Linked DNA regions of Mus musculus: all the other regions are linked to region 1. A link is a contact called in public HiChIP or PLAC-seq and promoter capture Hi-C data. All regions are on one chromosome and are shown on one strand. Each heading gives the region's core, a stretch centred on a gene start, on an enhancer-like site or on the middle of the called end of the contact. The rest is flanking DNA. Distances are from core to core; before and after follow the strand shown. Region 1 holds the start of Csrp1 (cysteine and glycine-rich protein 1). Region 2 holds the start of Platr22 (pluripotency associated transcript 22). Region 3 holds the start of Gpr37l1 (G protein-coupled receptor 37-like 1).

What was found. Promoter capture Hi-C pulls out the DNA fragments that hold promoters and counts their contacts. HiChIP or PLAC-seq counts read pairs in DNA pulled down with a chosen protein or histone mark.
Region 2: an H3K27ac HiChIP or PLAC-seq map of extraembryonic endoderm stem cells shows a contact between it and region 1, with 2.7 times the contacts expected there. The contact joins the promoter of Platr22 here to the promoter of Csrp1 in region 1.
Region 3: a promoter capture Hi-C map of embryonic stem cells shows a contact between it and region 1, with 3 times the contacts expected there. The contact joins the promoter of Gpr37l1 here to the promoter of Csrp1 in region 1. A contact is called at or near these places in 1 of 39 promoter capture datasets (embryonic stem cells), 4 of 115 datasets of contacts at active chromatin or transcription factors (astrocytes, cardiomyocytes and pancreatic cancer cells) and 1 of 9 other capture datasets (embryonic stem cells).

Annotation. Positions count from the first base shown.
Region 1 is chr1:135,727,557-135,730,714 of GRCm38.p6, forward strand. It overlaps Csrp1 (cysteine and glycine-rich protein 1), which reads left to right and starts at 1,611. Exons shown (of 6, transcript NM_007791.6): 1 at 1,611-1,718.
Region 2 is chr1:136,694,566-136,697,723 of GRCm38.p6, forward strand. It overlaps Platr22 (pluripotency associated transcript 22), which reads left to right and starts at 1,646. Exons shown (of 5, transcript NR_037986.1): 1 at 1,646-1,826. It also overlaps the pseudogene Gm24086.
Region 3 is chr1:135,166,114-135,169,271 of GRCm38.p6, forward strand. Gpr37l1 (G protein-coupled receptor 37-like 1) reads right to left here and starts at 1,568. Exons shown (of 2, transcript NM_134438.3): 1 at 762-1,568. The coding sequence starts at 1,391.

The sequences.
Region 1 (3,158 bases), core at 361-2,860:
TCAGCTTCCAGAAGAGCTGGGATTGCAAGTCTAGTGCCACAGAATCAAGCCCCAGGGCTTTAAAGGAAGCCCACGAGGGTCTGAGCCCTGGAAGAGTGAAGGAGATAGCAAGCTGTACCTAGAGATACTTTTGAGATGGCCGCCTAACACATGTGACTGTTCCCCAATGAACATAGCACGCATCTCCTCTGCGAAAAGTGTGGCAGGCAGGAGAGGTCCAAACAGGCAAATCCACACAGCATGTGACATCATGCTGCAATTTGAGTGTGGCTTAGTTCCTGACACTGCCTGTGCTTGGTGAGAATAATGTAATTCAGCCAGCAATGATAATAATGATCCAACCTGCAGTGATGACGGCAGTCCTCAAGTCCTTTTGATCTTGTAATAGTAAAGAATAATGATGGTGGGAACTAGCTCTTTTAATCTTAACGTCACAGGGAAAACTCTGAGTTCAAGGCCATTCTGGTCTACATAGTGAGTTCCAGGCCAGCCAGGGATACACAGTGAGCCTCTGTCTCAAACAAAATAAAAACAAAAACAACTTTACAGAACACAACAAATAACAGTAATTATCCTATGAAATAGAAGAGGGCCTCCTTTGAGGCTCTAACACTCCCACCCATAGCCCCTGTTACTAGGAACATAGTTTTCCTTGCAGATTCTTCACTTCGTTAGGTCCCAAGGAAAGTGTTGTGCTTCTTGCTTGGAGCTGTTTGTACCCATAGTGAAAATGGGCTGGGCTGGAGACATGGCTCAGTGGTTAAGAGCACAGACTGCTCTTCCAGATGCCCTCTTCTGGTGTGTCTAAAGACAGCGACAATGTATCCACATACATGGAATAAATTAAAAAGAAGGAAAGAAAGAAAGTGGGCCTTCCGTTTTAAGTCCCAGGGGCATCAGTTCACCTCTAGGATTGGATTTCTGGACAGGCTGCTCTGCGGACTGGGAGCAGGTGGGCCCAGTAACACATATTGTTAATCACCCCAGAGGCAGTTTTCAGTGGCTTGAGACTGTGTTTGTCATTCTGTAGGTTAGCCCAGAGGAAGATCCACTCAGGAGCGGTAGAATGATCTCTTGTGGGTGGCAGGGAGATGGGGAAAGCAGAGGGACAAGAGCCCCTGGAGGAGGGCAGCTAGGCTAAGTGCTCCCGGGTGTTATAGTATCTCATCCCCCATCACATCTCGGTGGCACATAGCCCTTTTACTGATGAACCTAAAGCCAGCTGTCTGGCAGAAGTAAGTCACAGGAAGTGGGGCCTTGCTTGTCTTATTCTGGAGTGCAAGTTAGTCCCCTTAACATTGTGCCATCGGAACCCGAAAATTTAAGGACCTTCACTCTCTTCCCTAGGGGGCCCAAGTTTATCTTTAGTCTGATCTCACAGTTAGGTCTCCGCTTTCCCACATGGCAGACCAGGAACCTCTTAACCCCATCCCTCACCTCTGTGTAAAGATTTGCCCCCAGAGATCGCCATAGGGTGCAAAGAGAAGTCACGGCTGGGGCGGCAGCCACGCCCGGGCTCCCGACCCTAGGTTTTGGATGGGGGAGGGGACAGCTTCTCCGTGACATCAGCCCTGTTGTGGTGCAGTGTGCAAAGCCTACTGGTTGGCGTGGCGCGGGAAACGCCTTCCGGAGGGGGAAACAAAACGGCGCGCACTCCGGCGCAGCCAGTCACCGCTTCCCTGAGAGCTGTCGCCCGTGCGCCTCCCAGCAGCTGCCAGGTGAGTGTTACCCCGGGTGGTCCGCCTCGGGTCCCCGCAACTGCCGGAGCGCCTGGGTCGCACCCTGCGCCTATTGGTTTTTCCGGTCCTGTCGCAGCCCTGTCGCTTGCAAGAAAAGTTTGTAGGAAGAGTGATCCCAAGAGGGAGGTGGTGGGAAGTGGCTAGAGTTAGCTCGGCAGTGTTTCCCTTTCCTGAAAACTCTGGGTCCCTCCCCATCCCGGGGCTTCCAGGGCAGCTGACTTTCGCGTGCTCTAGACCCAGGGTGACCCTGCCCCCCACCGCCTGCAGGTCCTACAGAACAATCAGCGATTCTGTGGGCCACTGACACTCATTGTAAAGCTGAGGGATGAGGACATCCGTGCCACCCCTTTCCTCTCTCTCTTTTCCTGAGAGAAAGTGCCCGCGAGTGTGTGTGTGTGTGTGTGTGTGTGTGTGTGTGTGTGTGTGTGCATCTGGCTTGGTAGCCCCAGAGTGCAGGTATGAGTTTTCTTTTTTCCTGAAAGAACCAGATGGAAAAGAAAGTCTTGGTGGCAGGTGAGGACTACTGAGATCTCAAAGAGCCAGCAGGGGAGTAGAAAGGGCCTGAGAGCGAGTTGCAGTGTCAGCCAACAAGCTGTTATCTATCTGACAGGTGTTTCATCCAAGTGGCACAGGTCTGGGTCTATTCTGCATGTGCTGCTGTGATCCGTCAGAGCAAGGGTCTAGACTGGGAGCAAGTACTTGATGTCAGGACCATCCCACCCACTTGTCCCACCCACTTCTTACCTCCTGTGGTGCATGAATGGACGGGCCTCCCCACCTTGACAGGACACTGTAATGGGACACCATCACTGCATGCAAGCGGTTCACTTGCCTTTGGTGGGACATTTATCATGAGACTCTGGAATCTTGGTGACAGGGTTTCTGAAAGGCAAGCAGACTGAGTTTTGACTCAGATTTGACACTTAATACACGGATGACCTCGAACAAGTGACACAGCTCAGTTTTCTTCTGGGCCAGTACTTTTTGGAGCACATATTACACACACACACACACACACACACACACACACACACACACACACACACACACACCCTGGCATCCTGCAGAAGCTCAGAGGACTGGGGCTGTTAGTACAGTTGTCTCTGAGCTAGGTTGGGGATTTCCTTCAGGACTGGGCCCTAGGGCTTCCTCCCTGCCTTCTGATCCTCTCACCAGGCCTCTGCTTAGGAAGCCAGGCCTCTGTGTTGGGGAGAGGCTGGTCTGGGCACTGCCTAAGCCTCATTGGAGAATCCAGCTTGTCACTGCACAGAGAGACCCTTTGCCTTGGCAAGGATATCCGGGGTGGGACGGTCTGTCAGGGAAGTAAGTTTATCCTGCAGAGGGTGTGGTGTTGGCCTGAGGAGGTAGAGAGGAGAGCCATGCCCAAGGCTCAAATGCCGAGGGATTTGGGAGATTGTA
Region 2 (3,158 bases), core at 396-2,895, 970 kb after region 1:
ATCTCTCTGTGTGATTCTGCATGTATATTCATTTTTGCATATATATATACATATGTATATATATACCCAAACATACACATCTATATAAATATATAAACAAATATAGTTTTACTGGCCATAGCTGCATTAGTCATTTACATATTGTTTATGATTGCTTTCATTCTACAGAGCTGGTTATCAGTAGCAGACATTATGTCCTGAACCATAAACTTAACTCTTCCTCTCAGGGTGAAGAGAAATGGCAGTCCCCAATGCTTCTTTAATCTCAGTTAGTCACGGGCATACTTAACTCTCCTTCACGCAAAGCTTTTATTTATTCGACAAATACTTGCTGAGCACACCCCTTTTAAAACAATGTTTAACTCTGTCTCTGTGGTTAGGGAAGTGCATTCGGTGCCTGCCCTCAGCTCTCATCCTTTGGTTGCGATGGCCTTTGGTGACTGTGAGGGGAGAAAGGGAAGAGGTCCCATCCTTGGGTGCTTAGTGCAGCGGGGAGGTTTTGGAGGTAGGACCTGGCTCCTCAGACTGGGACACACCCACCTCCTACTTTGCGAGGCTTTGATCTTTGTGTCTGTGCCTCTGACCTCACTTCACATTGTAAAATGCTTCCGCAGGCGCCCTCTTCCCCTTCCAGCCCAACTTTCCATTTCCTCTGTCTTCTGTCCCAGGTGTTAAAGCTGTATTAACTAAAGATGGGCCAAGGGCACCGGAAAACCAGCTCTTGGCACTTAGGGCGTGTGCCCCAGAGCCAGCATACTTCAGGCTTTACATAGCCACTTTTTTTTTTTTTTTTTTTTTTTTTTTTTTTTTTTTTGAGACAGGGTTTGTATAGCCCTGGCTGTCCTGGAACTCTGTAGACCAGGCTGGCCTTGAACTCTGCAATCAGCCTGCCTCTGCCTCCCAAGTGCTGGGATTAAAGGCATGTGGCACCACTGCCCGGCTACGTAGCCAATTTAATCTGCTCTAGAAAAAAACCTTTCTTTCAAAAGCCAGGTACCTTTTATTCTGTTTCACAGATAGAAACCTTGAAGCTCAGAGAGGTGAAACAATTTGCCCAAGGTCTATTAAACAGAGGAGACTGGACTCTGAATTCAGACTGCAACTCCTGTTTGTAAGCTCTCAGTCATGTAGGTCAAGTGCCAGGCCAAGGAATTGGCATATTCTGTAATGCCAGGAAAGAGGTGAGTAGGAAGCGAGGCTACCTCACCCTGTCTCCCCTGGAAAACTGGTAGTGACAGACCAATGGATTTTGGATTTGAGCATTTCCCACCAAAGGACATAAATTCTAACAGGTAGGAAGTTCGGTGGTAGAGGAAAGCCAGGCATGCCTGAGGCCCAGTCCCCTCCATCAAAAACAAACGGACATCCTGACTTCTGACTACTCCTGGAGTAAGCAAGGGATAATTACCCACAATACCTGGGGCTGTGAATTCAGCAGAACTGACCAGACAGGCAAGGCCTAAGGTACAGGTGGAATGTTAATGACGATGCTAGAGAAAAGGGAGTGTCCAGTAAGTTTGGGGACCGCTGAGTGAGAGGCTTGTAAGATGTGGGCCTGGTGGATTCCTGTGCACAGCAGGGGGTTAGCCACCGCCCTGGGTCAGCAGGCACCTCTAAGGAGGAATGTTCCGAGGAATCAGTTTGGGAATGTGGCTTCAGGCCTGGCCGTTTCCTCTTTGTTTAGTTAGCGATTACCAAACACTTTTGTGTGGGTGCGGATCGGGCTACCGGACTGCCTTGAATCTCTGCTGCTTGCGCCCCGAAAAGGAAGAGGATCAGTACCACGTGACCACCGGCGGCAAGCTCCGTTAGGAAAAGATGTGAAGGTTAGTGAAACAAGATCATACTGGAGTTTTTTACAGAGCCTGGTGACTCAGGGATGGCTCGGTAAAAATACCTGTAGACTGAGGTCGTAGAAGCCGTCCTTGGTGACTAAGGTTTCACGTATCTCAGTTTGTCAAATTCTTTGTTAAGTGGTTCAAAACATTGAGAAAGACCTTAGGGCCCTAACAGAAACTTTCTTCTCAATGACACAGGAGGTCTCGGACTCTGAGTCAGTGGCCCTGGGCTCCAGAGCAAAGTAAGCATGGGAATGCATGGAATTTATTTGTAGTTTGCAGGAAATAAAGTGTTATTGTTAGGGACGTTTCCTGTCATAAACACACACACACACACACACACATATACATCAACACTTTAATTTGGCTTTAAAATAGCAACCTTAGATGTTGTTTTTGATCCAGGAACGTATGGGAAACCCCAAATTATATGTGTTTTGTGTTTTCTTTGCCTTTTTTGAATTTGTGGTGTAAGAATTCTCCATATTTCTCACAGATAGGATGTTAGATGTTTCTAGTTTCTTGGTGCTGTGCACGTAAAGATGTATGACTTCACTGTATGTGTGTGTGTAGGTGACACTGCAGTATAAATAGGGAGATTCTAGAGAGTTCTGTGATGCATTAGATATGAAAAACTAGCCTTTTGAGGCTGATGTGTAGCTCTGTGTCCCAGTACAAAAAGAGCAAAAAACTTAAAAAAATAAAACAACCTGGCGCACACCTTTAATCCCAGCACTCGGGAGGCAGAGGCAGGCGGATTTCTGAGTTCGAGGCCAGCCTGGTCTACAAAGTGAGTTCCAGGTCAGCCAGGGCTATACAGAGAAACCCTGTCTCGAAAAACTAAACAAACAAACAAACAAACAAAAAACCAACCCAAAACTAATAATAGCACTGGGACTCCCAATTAGGGAGGAAACTATTTATGTATGACATTCTCAAAAAGAAAATTTTAATTAAAAAAAAGAAAAGAGTGCTCACTTCGGCAGCACATATACTAAAATTGGAATGATACATCCTGGCCCCTGCTGCAAGGATGGCATGTAAATTTGTGAAGCGTTTCATAAATTAAAAAAAAAGAAAAGAAAAGAAAAGCAAGGTGGAGGGTGGTAAGCCTGCTTGGGGTGTGCCGGCGGGGGGGTGGGGGGTGGGGTGGGGGGCTTGGCAGAGTGCAGGATGTGGGGGTGGTGTGCGGGGGGGGGGGGGGGAGGGCGGGCGGGGGAGGTGCTGGGAAGGGAAGAAAGTCCAGCCTTCCTCCCCAGTGCTTCCCAAGGTTTTGGAAACTATCTTAGGGACTTTTCTTCTTGAGAGAGCAACACACAT
Region 3 (3,158 bases), core at 318-2,817, 560 kb before region 1:
GCACTATACTTCAGAATTATAGAGCAAACCAGCTAGAAAGGTCATCTGGTCTACCCTCCATGCTAAGGAAGCAGGAGAAGAGATGAGATATGTCCAGCAACAAGCAAAATACAGTGACAGAGCTGACACTACTGTTTCTATAAGTACCCAGAAGTAGGACTTGCCTCTCAGAGAGGCCTTAGGAGGACAGTAATGGAGATGACCTTGAAGGAAGGTGACAATAATCTCAATGAGAAAAGGAAGAAGGGCCTGTCCTGGTGTTTGCATCCACAGGGAATAAACACAGACTCAACCTGGGGTGTTAGTAAGAAATTGCTAGGATGTTGGGATACCAAAGGGTTAAAAACAGGAGCCATGGGTACAAGGCAGGTGGCAAGAGACACAGTAAAAGAAAAAAGGAGACCCCCAAAGACTTGGGGGTCAGGGGAACCACCCATCAGAGACAGACAGCTCAGAATTTTCTCTAGAAAAGGGTGAGTCCTCTGTGCAGCTACTCCAAAAGAAGAAGACCGGGTTGGTCCCAAGCCAGTGGTCTTGTACACCTGCCTGTTCATCTGGCTTGACTTGCTTTCCTGAGAGCTACCAGAAGCCAATATTGAGTTTGTCTCCCTCCCTGATAGGGTTTGTCTCCTTCCCCAATGACACAGAGAAAACTGGAAATGCCAGCGTGCTGGGATTATACACACCTACAGATCTTTGCAGACACTGGAGCCCCTTCCCTGGTTTTAGCCTATAATTAGGCTATAGAAAGACATACTCACCTCCATGAAGGGCACTGCCCGGCAAGAAACATCCCCGAGTAGCCTTTGCTTGGTAATCTCATTGAAGATGACAATTGGGAGGCAGAAGAAGAGGACCAGGAAATCCCAGAGAGCCAGGCTGGCAAGGATAGAGTTCCAGGCACTCTTCAAGTAGTAGCTGTGCCACACAATGCACATGACAGACAGATTGCCAACGATACCCACAGCAAACACCACCAGAGCCAGGAGCATGATGGCGTAGGCGCTGTAGGAGCTCTCGGTCACCGGATACAGGGGGTTCTGAATCTGCAGCCTCTGACTTGGCGTCCCGGTCAGGTTGACCCTCAGCTCTTGTCCATTACCTGGGGTGGCCCCATCCTTGTCTGGGTTGGGGCTAGTGGCCTCCAAAGTCTTGGTGGGCTGCAGGCCAGCAGGATGGATGGGCTTGGGATATTCAGCCCACTCCTCGGGTACATAGTGCTGTACCTCCTTGGGCCCCTCGTCCTTGGTGCCTCTTCGGGGTCGACTCTGCTGCTCCTGGACCTTGGCTCTATGCCCACCTAAAGATGAGGTGGCAGCCCCAGAGACCCCACTCAGCCCCACAGTCAACACTACAACAAGAGACACAGCCAGGGGCCACAGCCACCGCATGGCCAGGAAAGCAGGGCACAGCTGCCTCGGAGAGGTGAGGGTGAGGGGACCTAAGGGCTGCGTGGAATTAAGAGAGGCAGCTGGCAGCTGGGTCCGCCTCCAGTCAGGCGTCTGGCATGGATGGCCCTTCCTCCCATCCTGTTGGCCATGGTCTAGCCAGGGCCCTCTGCTGGACACTGAGCTGTCTGTCCTGGCCGCACACATTGCATTCCCGACCACATCCGTTTTCAGGCTCTGAGACCACAGCGGGGCAGATTGAGGATCCCTCGAGGGACCTGCTCCAATCACTGCAACCGGGGAAATGAGGTTTTCAGGTGATGGAGAGGCAGACTATAATTGGAGCATAGATCTCCCAGTTCTACCCAGTTCTAAGGCAGATCCTACATTCAAAACAGAAAGATAGGCTCGGTATGGTGACTATGGCCTGTAATCCCAGCCCTTGGGAAGTTGAGACGGGGGACAGAGTTCAAGGCCAGCTTGGGCTACATAGCAAGATCCTGGTTTTGCGCCTTTTTTTTTTTTTTAATTTGCCAAGGTCAAAACTTGAATTATAATAATTGCCAAAACTATTGGATTCATGGGTAGGTGTACCATTCTTCTGGAGTTTGTTTGTTTATTTGTTTGTTTGTCTGTTTTAAAGTCAGGGTCTCTATGTAGCCCTGGCTGTCCTGAAACTCACTCTATAAACCAGGCTGTCCTCGAACTCAGAGATCCATCTGCCTCTGCCTCCTGACCACTAGGATTAAAGATGCAAGCCACCAACATCTATCAGCTGGGTTCTTGACGGTTCTTTTTTTTTTTTTTTAAGATTTATTTTTATTTATTTATTTATTTATTTATTTATTTATTTATTTATTTATTATATGAAATGAAAGTACATTGTAGCTGTCTTCAGACACTCCAGAAGAGGGAGTCAGATCTCGTTACGGATGGTTGTGAGCCACCATGTGGTTGCTGGGATTTGAACTCTGGACCTTCGGAAGAGCAGTCGGGTGCTCTTACCCACTGAGCCATCTCACCAGCCCTCTTGACGGTTCTTAATATGTTTCGTGGGGCAGTGCTGTTGTGATCTCAAGTTCAAATTTTAAGATTTGTGGTAGTCTTAATAACTATGTAGTTGACACAAGTTCAAACATGGAGTTGACTCCATAGCCTTTGAACTCAATGCTGGTCTCAGCAGGCAAGAGCCCATTCCTTGCCTTCTAGCCACACAGACTCCCAAAGGAAAGCAGCTACAAGGAAAAATTCCAAACACGACACTCTAGGATGGCGGCATATCTTAGTGGGAGTCCTCGCCTAGCATGTTTGAGGCCCTGGGTTTTGTCTCCAGCACTGGAACTACATGAAAACAAAACCAATAATAATAATAATAATAATAATATGAAATTAAAATTATGAAAGTGTGGTCAAGAGAAAGGAAATAGAGATGTAAATCAATGATTACACCTTGGCCTGGCAGATGCAGTGAAAGGCGGGGTCAAGGTACAGGGCAGAGTCCGAGGATCCTGGGGCTGTCTGGAAGGCTGGAAGTTCTCTGAAGCAAAACGACTTTGGAGTGAAGCCTTAAAGGCTCCTAAGAGATGGACAGAAAGATGCTCCAGGCAGAAGATACAGCACACAAATGGCAGGGTCCTGAAAGTGGGTGGTGTTCCTGCCAGACAGCAATAATTCACAGGAGGATGGGATGCTAGGGAAATGGAGAGCAGGGCAATGGGGTTGGGGCAAGAATCACCAGATAAAGGAGCAAGAAGGCTTTTGTATGCTAGA